Regions from separate parts of the Ovis aries genome. Here region 1 is linked to region 2. Evidence: chromatin contacts called from public Hi-C data. All regions are on one chromosome and are shown on one strand. Each heading gives the region's core, a stretch centred on a gene start, on an enhancer-like site or on the middle of the called end of the contact. The rest is flanking DNA. Distances are from core to core; before and after follow the strand shown. Region 1 overlaps IKBKB (inhibitor of nuclear factor kappa B kinase subunit beta). Region 2 overlaps KAT6A (lysine acetyltransferase 6A).

The links. A called contact is a pair of places that touch in the nucleus more often than the background predicts.
Region 1: a contact with region 2 is called in a Hi-C map of hypothalamus, with 2.0 times the contacts expected there. The contact joins two enhancer-like sites. A contact is called at or near these places in 6 of 16 Hi-C or Micro-C datasets (blood, hypothalamus, liver and 1 more).

What each region holds. Positions count from the first base shown.
Region 1 is chr26:36,487,975-36,493,540 of ARS-UI_Ramb_v3.0, forward strand. It overlaps IKBKB (inhibitor of nuclear factor kappa B kinase subunit beta), which reads left to right. Exons shown (of 22, transcript XM_042241397.2): 8 at 1,059-1,183; 9 at 4,467-4,574. Among named protein-coding and RNA genes, the nearest start is that of TRNAE-UUC, 12 kb to the right of the region's middle. Within about 2 kb of position 2,992, at least 9 of the 54 cell types and tissues checked have an H3K27ac peak or open chromatin away from gene starts, as enhancers often do. A contact at or near this core is called in hypothalamus, where this site is marked.
Region 2 is chr26:36,229,302-36,234,832 of ARS-UI_Ramb_v3.0, forward strand. It overlaps KAT6A (lysine acetyltransferase 6A), which reads right to left. Exons shown (of 17, transcript XM_027962617.2): 3 at 5,006-5,114; 4 at 2,300-2,415; 5 at 1,442-1,523; 6 at 422-557. Among named protein-coding and RNA genes, the nearest start is that of KAT6A, 55 kb to the right of the region's middle. Within about 2 kb of position 4,105, at least 3 of the 54 cell types and tissues checked have an H3K27ac peak or open chromatin away from gene starts, as enhancers often do. A contact at or near this core is called in hypothalamus, where this site is marked.

The sequences.
Region 1 (5,566 bases), core at 1,742-4,241, 260 kb after region 2:
TGATGACCAGGAAATGTAGGCTGAATAACGGAGTCTGCAGTTCATAAAAGAAAAAGGAAAGAAAGTTGAAAGCCACTGGGCTCCATGGGCTTAAACAGGCTACCTGGGTCTTACATAAAAAAGAGAAAAAGCAGTCACTGAGGTCCTTGTGAGCGCGTCCACACTTCCCATTAACCCCCGCTGGGCAGTGGACGTGGTCCTTTTATCCCCTGCTCTGGGGGGGTAGAGGTTTCAGGGTGGGGACCTGGGGCTGTGACTCAGCACCTTTGCCCACGGAGTAGGTCCTGGGGGTCCTGCCCTGTGTCCTCTGGACCCCTTGTTGGCTCAGTGGCAATGAATGCAGGGCCCAAGCTCTGATGATTTGCGGGGCCAGAACTTCTGTCCAGAACCAGACACAGAGGCCGACCTGATCGTCCCACACGTTTCATCTTGGCTTGTGGTCCTTCGTGTCCTGCCTGCGCACCTCCGCTCCTCAGGGTCCTTTCTGGCACGTCTGCTCTCGGGCATCCCGAGCCGGCCACACCCCACCTGTGCTGGGAAGCTTCCTGTCACCCCAGGTTGACTGCTTGGGGAGCTGGCCTTTCCTGCTCGACTGTGACATTCTGTCCCATCAGGGACCGTGGACCTCGTTAGGGGGCTGGCCGGCATTCGTTGCATACACTATGCCTGGGTGTGTGTGGCCTGGATCACTTCCCCTGTGGTCCTGCACGGTGCCTGGGAGAAGGGTGCACAGCACACCTCAGCCCCCCCTCGCCCCTGCCGCAGGCCCTTGTTTCAGCCCCGGGATGGGATGAGATCAGAGAGTCTAGGTTCCACTGCCTGATTCGTGGCCACCTCCTCCCTCAGCGTGGGGTCCGGGGAGCGTGTGCAGGCCCGGATGCCAGGTGCCCTCAACATGGTGGCCCTCAGCGCAGGGTCCGGGGAGCGTGGGGCAGGCCCGGGCGCCCCCGCCATGGTGGCCTCTCAGTGCGGGGTCCGGGGAGTATGGGGCAGGCCCGGGCGCCCCCGCCGTGACAGCCCCTCTACGGCTCAGCTCGAGCGTGCCCCCCACCTCACAGGCCCCCGAGCTGCTGGAGCAGCAGAAGTACACGGTGACGGTGGACTACTGGAGCTTCGGCACCTTGGCCTTCGAGTGCATCACTGGCTTCCGGCCATTCCTGCCCAACTGGCAGCCAGTGCAGTGGTGAGTGAGCCGTGGGCCCGCCCCCCGGGAGGGTGTCCCCCGCCTTTGCCAGACAGCACCTCACCTTCCCGGTCTCGTGGGGTGCCCCAGGCCAGGCCTGAGACCCCTGTGACCTGTCACCCCGAGGAAGTCCTGTGGGGACCCGGCGTGAGCACAGCCTGAGCTCCAAGAGCCCTGGATTCTGAACCTTAACAGCCTTAAATCCAGTCCGTGTAAATGACTGCTCTGCGCAGGGCAGGAAGCCAGTGTGTTTACAGAGTGTGTGTGTGTGTGTGTGTGTGTGTGTGTGGTGGTAAACAAAAGGAATGTTCACATGACAAATAATGAGACGTATGTATGTGAAAGTTTATTGCTGACAAATCTTACTGCGCCTCAGTATAGTTTTTTTTTTTTTTTTTATATATGGTGGTATACCCGCTTCAGGGCTGTTCTCTCATATCATCCCACCCTCGCCTTCTCCCACGTAGTCCAATGGTCTGTTCTTGATATCTGTGTTTCTTTCGCTGCTTTGCAAATAGAATCATTGTTACCATCGTTGTAAATTCCATATATATGTGTTAATATACTGTATTGATAAAAGAATGAAACCAGAACACTTTCCAATACCATACACAAAAATAAACTCAAAGTGGATTAAAGTTCTAAACATAAGACCAGAAACTATGAAATTTGGTTTTAAAAGCATCAGACAGTGAACCAAGTACACTGCCGAAAAGATACTTTCTAATAAGGAATATGATCAAGGTTTTAAAAACTACTCTGTATTTTTAAACTTTTCTTCTAATTGTAATACTAATATGTGGTTCATTATATACATAAAAGTTAATCATTACTGAAACGCATCATTTAAAAGTTAGTGTTCCCTTGAACCAATTAGGGTTCATTCACAGTGATTCCTTGAGGGACCACACGCTAACTGAAGCAATAGTGCCATTGTCCAGAATTCTTTACCTCCAGTCTTAGTGTTTGGAGCAGCTCTAAGTTCACGGGATTCATCCTTTAGAAAGCAGAAGAGGGAAAGGTCATCCCTCGCCACCTGCTTGGTTCCCCCCGACCCACAGACGCCTGGCACTGTTGGCTTTGGGTCCACCTCGGGGATGTTTTGTACACCCACAAGTGAGCGGGCATGTATCTGCCCGCTGGCTCTTTGGTGGATTTCACCCCTTCTCAGCTCGGTGATGACGTCGCAGGCACGCCGCCCTGTGAGTGCTCCTCCAGGGTTTTACACTGAGAATTTCCTCCCGCCGCCGCTAACATTCCTCCGTCTCCAGACTCTTCTTCTGTGTGTCTGTGTTTGTTCAAAAAACAAAGTGGGTTACCATATGTACTCTCATAGAACCTGCCTTTCACACTTAACTAAAACAGCTCCGGGAAATCCCGGTCCATCCACAGTTATTTCCCTGGGATAAGTTCCTAGAAATGGGATCAACCTACCAGATCGTGCACATGTTCAAGGGTTTTGGTTTGTACTAACAACGTGCTCCACAGAAAGGTTGTATAAATAGCATCTCCAGCAGGAACATGCAAAGGTCCTCTCCCCCTGCCCCCTTTGTGGGGCAGCTCTGGCTGATGTCACGTTTCTCAGTATCTTCCTGGAAGTACCAAAAACACAGGCTCTCTCAAAGGACACAGGTACTGACATCATGAGAATGTTTATTTGTGAGACCAAGACGTAGTCTTTGAAATCCGTTCAAGAAGAGTAGCTTTCTGTGACGCAGTCCAGTTCGGTCACTGTTTACACACCAGACACAGGAAAGGATGAACCAGGCTCGGTCTCCGTGCCCGAGGGGCCTGGTGACGTGGCGGAGGGCGCCCTCCCGTGGAGACTTACGGTAGCACAAGCAGCGCCCTGAGCTGGGCTCCGCCGCGCTGACTTAGCTCCTTGCGTTAACAATCAGACCGCTTCAAACTGTACACGCGTCGTGTTTTTAACTTGCCAAGGGATGACTGCAGTTCTGTTCAAATGTTGAGCGTTTCCATTATTTATAGCAAGGTGAATCAGAATCCATCAGAACTAGAGGAAATGCCATTTGAAACCATCCCTGATGGCCCTGCTGTCTGCAGAGCCAGCCTCCCTCACGTTGCTGGGAGGCCAGGTGACCACTTCCAAGCACGCATCTCTGAAACCCGAGAGTCTGTGAGACGTGCCTGTCTGGTCTGCCTGTAATGCCTTAGGCAACGTCAACAATTTCACTCTCGTCTCAAACGGCAGATAGATAGTAATTTCAGAACAAATGCAATTTGAGCTTTATTATCCTATCATAAAGCTGCTTTGAAGGACCAGTCTTGAAAATACATTTTAGGACCAGCCTAAGCAGTAAGCGTTTCACTCACTGTGTCCTTTCATTTATCCGTGTAATTTCCCGTGGACAGACCTGAGTTTCTGTAGAGCACCATCCCACCGCGTGTGATGACAGTGTGGCTTCCGGCTGGCAGGTTCGAGCCACACCCTGGCTCTTCAGGCTCCGTGTGCTCCACGTGGGTCAGTTTACCCCCCCTGCCAATGAGGCTTCAGGCTAAAGCATTTTCCATCTGAATCTCTAACGTCTTTCTGGAAAGGAAGGATGCGGACATTCAGACAGAGTAGCAGGAGCGGCTGGGCCTGGCTCCAAGCCCCTGGTTCCGTCTTTCTCTAGTGGTGTGACTTCGGGCAGGCCATTTCCTCACCTGGTGAGGGTGGGGGATGGGGGGCTGAAAACTGCCTACCCCACAGAGGTCTCGGGTAGAGAAGGGTGCATTCACTGTCAGCGCTTGATTCTCTGCGAAGCGTTGTTCAGACTCCTGTCATCACCCTTGTCGCTGAGAATATGTGAGGCCAGTTTAAAATCTTTTTTCCTTAAACACTATTTCAGATACGTCTAAAGGGTCTCCTAGTTGGAAAACGTTAGCACTTCACTTGCCTTCAGAAGTCAGGCATAGCCATTGCATTTAGAGGGAAGTGCGTGGTGTGTGCAGGTGGTACATGAAGGGACCGTGGTGCAGACGTCCTGTCTTCATTCTCTGTGTTAGATGGAAAGTAAAAGAACAAGCCGGATGGGCCGGGGTGAGGTCAGGAGACAGCGGTACAAGCCCGCGGGTTCCTGACTCTCACCGGGCAGTACCGACGCCCTTAACCTCCCAAAGAAGCTTCCCAGCGGGTTGCTGGGCCTCACAAGTGGTTCAGTAGACCCCTGGGGGATCCTGTCTGGTTGTCAAGTGGAAAGTCACCCGTGTAAGGGGCTGTTGGACGCCCGCTGACATCAGGGTCACTACACACAGCGCGACAGTCCCCCCACGTCCACAGGCACTCCAAAGTCCGGCAGAAGAGCGAGATGGACATCGTGGTGAGCGAGGACCTGAACGGGGCCGTGAAGTTCTCCAGCTCGCTGCCTCACCCCAACAACCTCAACAGGTACGTCCCCGGCCTCTCCTCCTCCACCTCTGCGGCCGGCCCTTCCTTTCTAAAGATGGGGGTCGGGGCTGACGTCCGCGGCAGCTCTGACCCTGGTCCTGCCGTCGTCCATCTCGGTCTTAGCACACCGTCCCCACCCCACCCGTCTGGAGTCACCTCCTCGGTTCCCAGCACACTTGTCGCCCTCCTCACCCGTGGTGGCTCTGCCTTGCAGGCGTTTGGTCTGGCAGAGGGCTTAGCTCCTGGTCAGCCGTAAACCTCTGAAGAGTAGGGAATTGCCCCTTATGCTCTTTGCCTGTCCTTCTTTAGCCTGGCACTGTGTTTTTGCCAACAAATAAACCTTTGCATTTTGAACAGCATAGCAGTCTGGTCTCAGAGCCAGAATATGAGCCATCAGGTCATCTTAACAGAACTGGGAGATGGTTCAGGAGACAGCAGCTAGCAGCCCAACGCCAAGGCGCACGGCTCAGTTTCCATGAGTCTTTGGAGGACGGGGATGGGGTCCCCTGTGGAGGAGCTGAGCTGGAACTTCCTGGAAGGATCTGGACTGATAGGCAGGGCAGGTTGATGAAGAGGAAGGCTCTTCAAGGGGAAAAGACTTGGGGGCGGCCAGGGAGAGGCAGCGGGTAGCGATGTTGGCCTCTGGAGGACTTCTGTTGGAGGGCAGGGATGGGTGCTGGGGGCGCCCGGCAGTGCGGTGTGGACCCCTCAGACACTTCCCAGGAAGTGACTGACAACGTGGATCGAACTGGTGGTGTGGGGCGAGATCGTCGGGCAGTGCTCCTGCTGGGGAAGGGGGCTGCTCAGTGCCTGGAAAGCTGCCTGGAGGGTCTCGCATGGCCCTCTGCCCAGAGGCCCCCGCCGGGAGGGTGTTTGTGCAGATCCGGGGAGTCGGGGGGCAGGGGTCGAGCCCCCGAGCAATTCATCTTGTTAAGGGAAGGCTCACCCTTCCTCAGGGTGGTTAAGCCTCAGGGATCACTTTGGCCCCGAAC
Region 2 (5,531 bases), core at 2,855-5,354:
AATCTTTGAAATGCTTCAATAATGTAATTTTTTCTTCCTTGTTTTTCAGGTAAAAGAGAAAATTTAAGGAAACGGCTAAGAGCCAGACTTCGGTGCCAGCCTACTGGGGTTTTAATCTCAGTTCAACACTTACTATAAACTATGCAAGTTACTGCTCTATGCTATAGCTTCCTCCTTTGAAAAATCGGAGTGCCAACAGTTCCTACTTCCCTGGGCTATTGGAAAAATTAAATGATTTAATACATGTAAAGTACTTAGAACAGGGGGTGCCTTGGCCCTCTGTTAAGGGCTCAATAAGCATTAGCCATTATTATTAGTACATAAAAGTCAACCTCCTTTTCCAAAGGCAAACAAGTGAGCCCTGCCCTGCAGAGAAGGCCCTGCCCTCTCCTCCCCTCACCCTGCCACAAGCGCAACTTACACCGTGGTTTGCTTCTTTAACCTGTTTTTTGGACGTCCTATTGGATTAGCGTAGCGCCGTTTTATCTGTGCTGCCTTCTTCTGCAGAAGCTTCCTTCCTTTTTTCCTAGGTCGACATATCTGACATATCCACATGCCTGTAAAGAAAGAAGATCCGAGTAAACGGAAGAGGTAGGGAGAGGGGACACTCGTTCCCCCAGTGCATACAGGTGTGACTCTTTCAAAAGGTGACCATCAATAGTGGCACAGAGGGCTCAAGTAAAATCCTGAAGTGGAATAACTTGGCTACAACTAGGGCTGAGTCTCTTTCCATCAGCAGGAAACACTTTGTCAAAGAGACATAAAGTATCTCACAAGCATTTTACTTATATCTATGAATCACAAAAACCAGAGTTGAAAATGGAATTTATGATAAGACAAAGCAGAGAGGACTAATGATTTTTTTGAAGAAAGTGTAAGCATATGATAATATGGAAGTCCAAACAACAGGCAACTATATCTCAAGTAAATACCTTTCAGGGAACACGTGTCAAAAGAATAAAATAACAGTTTTAAGCTGTATTCTTCTGACTTGGGCACTTGTTTGCTTGCAAAATATTATAAAACTTTGTGAGGTTTTCGATAAACCAGAGGCTCTAACAGCTTTAAGCCCCTCAAAGGTGATGAGTTGTGATATAATCAACATGACCTAATAGAATTTCACTTCTTCAAGAAATAAATATTTCAAAGTATTATATAAGTCAAGTATTTTGCCCTCTAGTTACAGGGCTGGCAAAAATTGGTAAATGGACACCTTTACCCTCATGGATGCGTAAACACTGAAAACAGAGGAAACTAATACTAAAGCCACACCACATAAGAACGTCATGAGACTGTCCCATCCTTAGGGCCACAGCTCTCCACTCAAGCCAGCCCAGAGGGGAAGATGCAAGCTATTCTTTCACTTCAATAAAGTAGGTTAAAAGGCGCTTTCACTACCCTGCCCCTTATCGCCAGCTTGATTTCGGAAAGTGTCTCTTACCTTTTGGCATCCGAGTGAGTGGCGGATCACAACATTCCATGTGAAAACCCCGGTCACAGGAATCACAAAAGAGCATGTTATCCTAAAGCAGAGAAAGAACAGCTCTGCTCAGTCACATGAAACAGAAACATAGTAGGGTCATGACTTTACGAAACCTAGGGGGCTCGTTTCCACAGAGGAGATGAGTTACCTAGTAATAAAAGTTCCCTTAATCTGTAGTAGTTGAGGAAACGCACAGCCTGAGTTAGCAAAAAGTTTTGCTTCATCCATCTTTAACAAGGAACTAAGGCTTCATTACTTCTAAAAAAAATGTGCGTCCAGTAGCCAGATACAAGATAACGTTTTTAGTCTGTTTTAATAAAAGAGAGAGGAAGATGACTGTAATTAATACAACTGATCATTCCTAAATGAATACCTCCATAAGACTCAAATTTCGCCAAGTATTTCTTTAAAGTAGCTAGTCTCTCTGCAAACATACAATTAAAGTGCTTTAGTAACTACCAAGAAATCTGGGAATTCCCTCGCAGTCCCGGGGCGAGGACTCTGCGCTTCTACGGCTGGGGGACCCAGGTTCGATCCTCGTCAAGGAACTAAGATCCCATAAGCTGCAGTGTTTGGCCAAAAAAAACTGGGGAGTGGGGTAGAAAACTGCCTAGAAATTATTCAAGAATTATTCAATACTTGCTCATTCATCACTCAGCAAGTTCTCTAAACGAATGATGTGAACTTTAAGAGGCTACTGTTCTAAATTCTGCTAAACCAAGTGACTGAAAATAATCAAACATACACAGAAGAAAATGCCAGCTGTGCACGCTACTTCTAAATGGAATATTCACAATGGAAGGCAAAGCTACTCACTGCATTTTTGCCTTGATCTCGACAGGAGCTGCACGTCTTACACTCGATGCACTGCCACCGCAAGGCCTTCACTCGAACCGTCAGCTCGGGGGAAAACTTCAGACAGGATGGATGACCTAACGAAAGGTGAAAAGCGGCAAACGGAACAATCAAGAATCGCTCTGCAACTGTATGAAAGAAATGCTGTAGAAAAAAGGGAATCATCTTAAATCAAAACATCAAGGAAAACAAGGAGCTCCGGGAAGCCTGCCACACGCGCCTCACCAGGACCTGACACTCCAGTTCAGTTTTATGAGCGCTACATACACCAGCCCCTCCCAATTTGATTTTTTAAAAAACCTGAAAAACTCCAAACTTGTATTAAGGCTGCATGAATTAAAGTACTGTGTGTGCGCACATGGTCCTATGTATATGAACGCATGATGTGCCTGGGCCATTTCTGGAAGAATAAACACAAAAACTGTTTACAACTGTAACATCCTAGGATGCAGCGCTATAAATATTTTTCAGGAAAGGGATTTTACATTTCACTTTATACCCTTCTGTGCTCACATTTTTTAAACAATAATGTGTTACGTTTATAACTAATAAATAAATTTTTAAAATCCCATCATTTAAAAGCGAGTTATGTGCTCATGACTTAAGGCACTCAAGATAAAACTAACCCTAAGCAATATTTCCACTGTGATCAGAATTAACAGTAACAGGAAAAAAAAGGTTCCTCTCTCAAGAGTTACAATCAGTTTGATTCTCAAAAACAGGATAGCCAATTTGCTCGTAAAGATTTATGTTTCCTCTAAAAACTGGTTATGTTTATTTTTCTTCAGTGAGAGAAAGGGTTGGTTAAATTATCTTTCTGTTTTCTATCAATAAACTTTCTTTTTTAAGAGATAATAAATTTATCATCGAAACATCACTAACATCCAAGAAAAATGGCAGAAGTGTAAAAAGATCGCATCTGTAATCTCATCATCCCAGAAGAGCTATTTTCATGTTCTACTTTTCCTTTCTAAACTAACTAAAGCCCTTGAATGGTTTTAATTATAGGATATGTGCAGCTTTGCTCTGCTTTTCATTATTTTACTCAAGCAAACTTTATATTTACATTCCTTAAACTGATTATACTCCAGAGTTGACACACTAGAACCTACCTGATCATCTGCCTGTTGTAAATATTTACACAATTAACCCATAACAGTTATTAGAATACTAAAATGAATTATTTCATGATTACAGATTCTTTCCTTCTTTTAAGTTAATTCCTTAGAATAAATTCCTAAAAGAGGAATTGGCAAGCGAAATGAAATAAACATTTCTATAGCTTGAGAGGTAGATCTGCCCTGCCAAAACATGCTCCAAGCCCTACGATGTAATATCCAGTGACATCAGCAGCGTACAAACCTTTTACCACAATTTTATCAGCTCCAGTTTGGGCTCTCTTATCTTTCAAGTTTTATAAAAGCTATAAAATAACACTTCACTGCTACTTTGGTGGGTCTTCCTATTATTATTTGGGGAAAACATTTTTAATGTGCTCAACTCTTAATTTCTGTCACATAAATGGCCTATTCATCTCCTTTGCCCCTTGGACTTTAAAAATGTAAATGCGTTCTTTGTACTTCATAGCTTTTGGCCCTTTGCCAAATGTTTAACACAATTATTTTTCTCAAACAATTCTTACTGTTTAAAATTTGGGGTACTTTAGCTTTCAATGTGGAAAATGCCCAACTTTCATGCACTTGACCGTATCCATGGTCTTCCTTGGTTACTGTGACAGCCATGCAGCCCTCCTGGCAACACCGCCGGCTCACACCCTGTGAGTCCTCTCTGCACCAAACAGGACGCTGCTGCAGCGGCCACCTGCCTGCTAAGGTCAGAGTGAAAGCCGCTGCCATTCCACCGGGCTCTTTCTCTCCGGTGGGCCACCTCTGGCCCGGGAATCAGGCCTCAAGGCCCGTCCAGAGCTTGCCTCTTCAGCCCTTCCAACAATCTTACAAAAACCTTATTCTGGTATCGAATTCCTCTCCTCTTGAAGCATGTAGTGTTTTCTGCTTTCTGGACTAAATCCTGTTTGATACTGGTATAACACACTGAATATCAAGCCAATGATCAAAGATACTACAAAGCTTCATTAGTTCTTAAAATGTAGACAAAGAATGTCTCTGAAATTAACAAATTAGGAGACTCTGAAAAATCTTTTTTAGAGCCCAAAATTTCACACAGCTCACTAAATTGCAGTCAACACTCTGTTTCTCAATGTGACATATGTAAGTTTATGTCAAAAAAAAAAAAAATCTGTTATCCTGGTTCTATTCACGAAGGCTGAGGCATAAATCAAGGGTGAGTAGTGATTATTAAAGAAACCAGCAATAACTTCCAACTGACTGCTATGATTTGAACAGATGCTGGATAGTCAAATATAAAGACTAACAGAAAAAAATAAAAAAAGACTAACTGAAACAAAAAGAAGTCTATGGAACACTTCTTATAAAAAAACAGCTACTAAGACCTGATTTAAGTTAACTGAATCAAACATTTCAAGTATACATTTAAACTCTTCCCTCATCTAGAAGCTCATCTCAGGTCCCTAAAACCAGAATCAAATGCAAATGTGACTCTCTTAAGGATCAAGCGTACAATTTCCAGCTAAACATGCTCTTGCCTGACAAACCCCGTGAGACCGCACGCACAGAGAGGGTCACCTACCACTGTTGCCGCAGTCCGCACAGGAGATGAGTTCCTCTGGCTTCTTTTCTCGGTTTTGCTCTTTTGTGCCAAGACAGAAACTACAGATGGGGATGGGTTCAGCAACCGGCTGCAAAGAAAAACACAATTCACTCAGTACTGGGGCTTTTCTTTAGTGTTAACATAAAGACAGTAGAAGCACAATTTAAATTCCTTTAAGAGTTGCATATGACTTTGGCACAAATGTATACCCCTCCGAAATTTCCAACTCACAAAGTAGGTGGGTTTTTACAAATGGTCCTGACACTGGCAACTTTGGTCTAAAAACTCATACCCCAATCAGTTGGTCACTTAGAAACTAAATGACCCAATATGGGTTAAGCAAAGTAATCAACTACCTAAGAATGAAAAATTCAACTAAATTAAGTACAAGAATCATAGTATTAGCCTTTACAAGGCATGTGATGTAAGAGAAAAATAATAACAATCATAATGAAAAGCAGGTCATTAGCGCAACGAGACAAACAGAGCTCTGTGCAAATGGGAA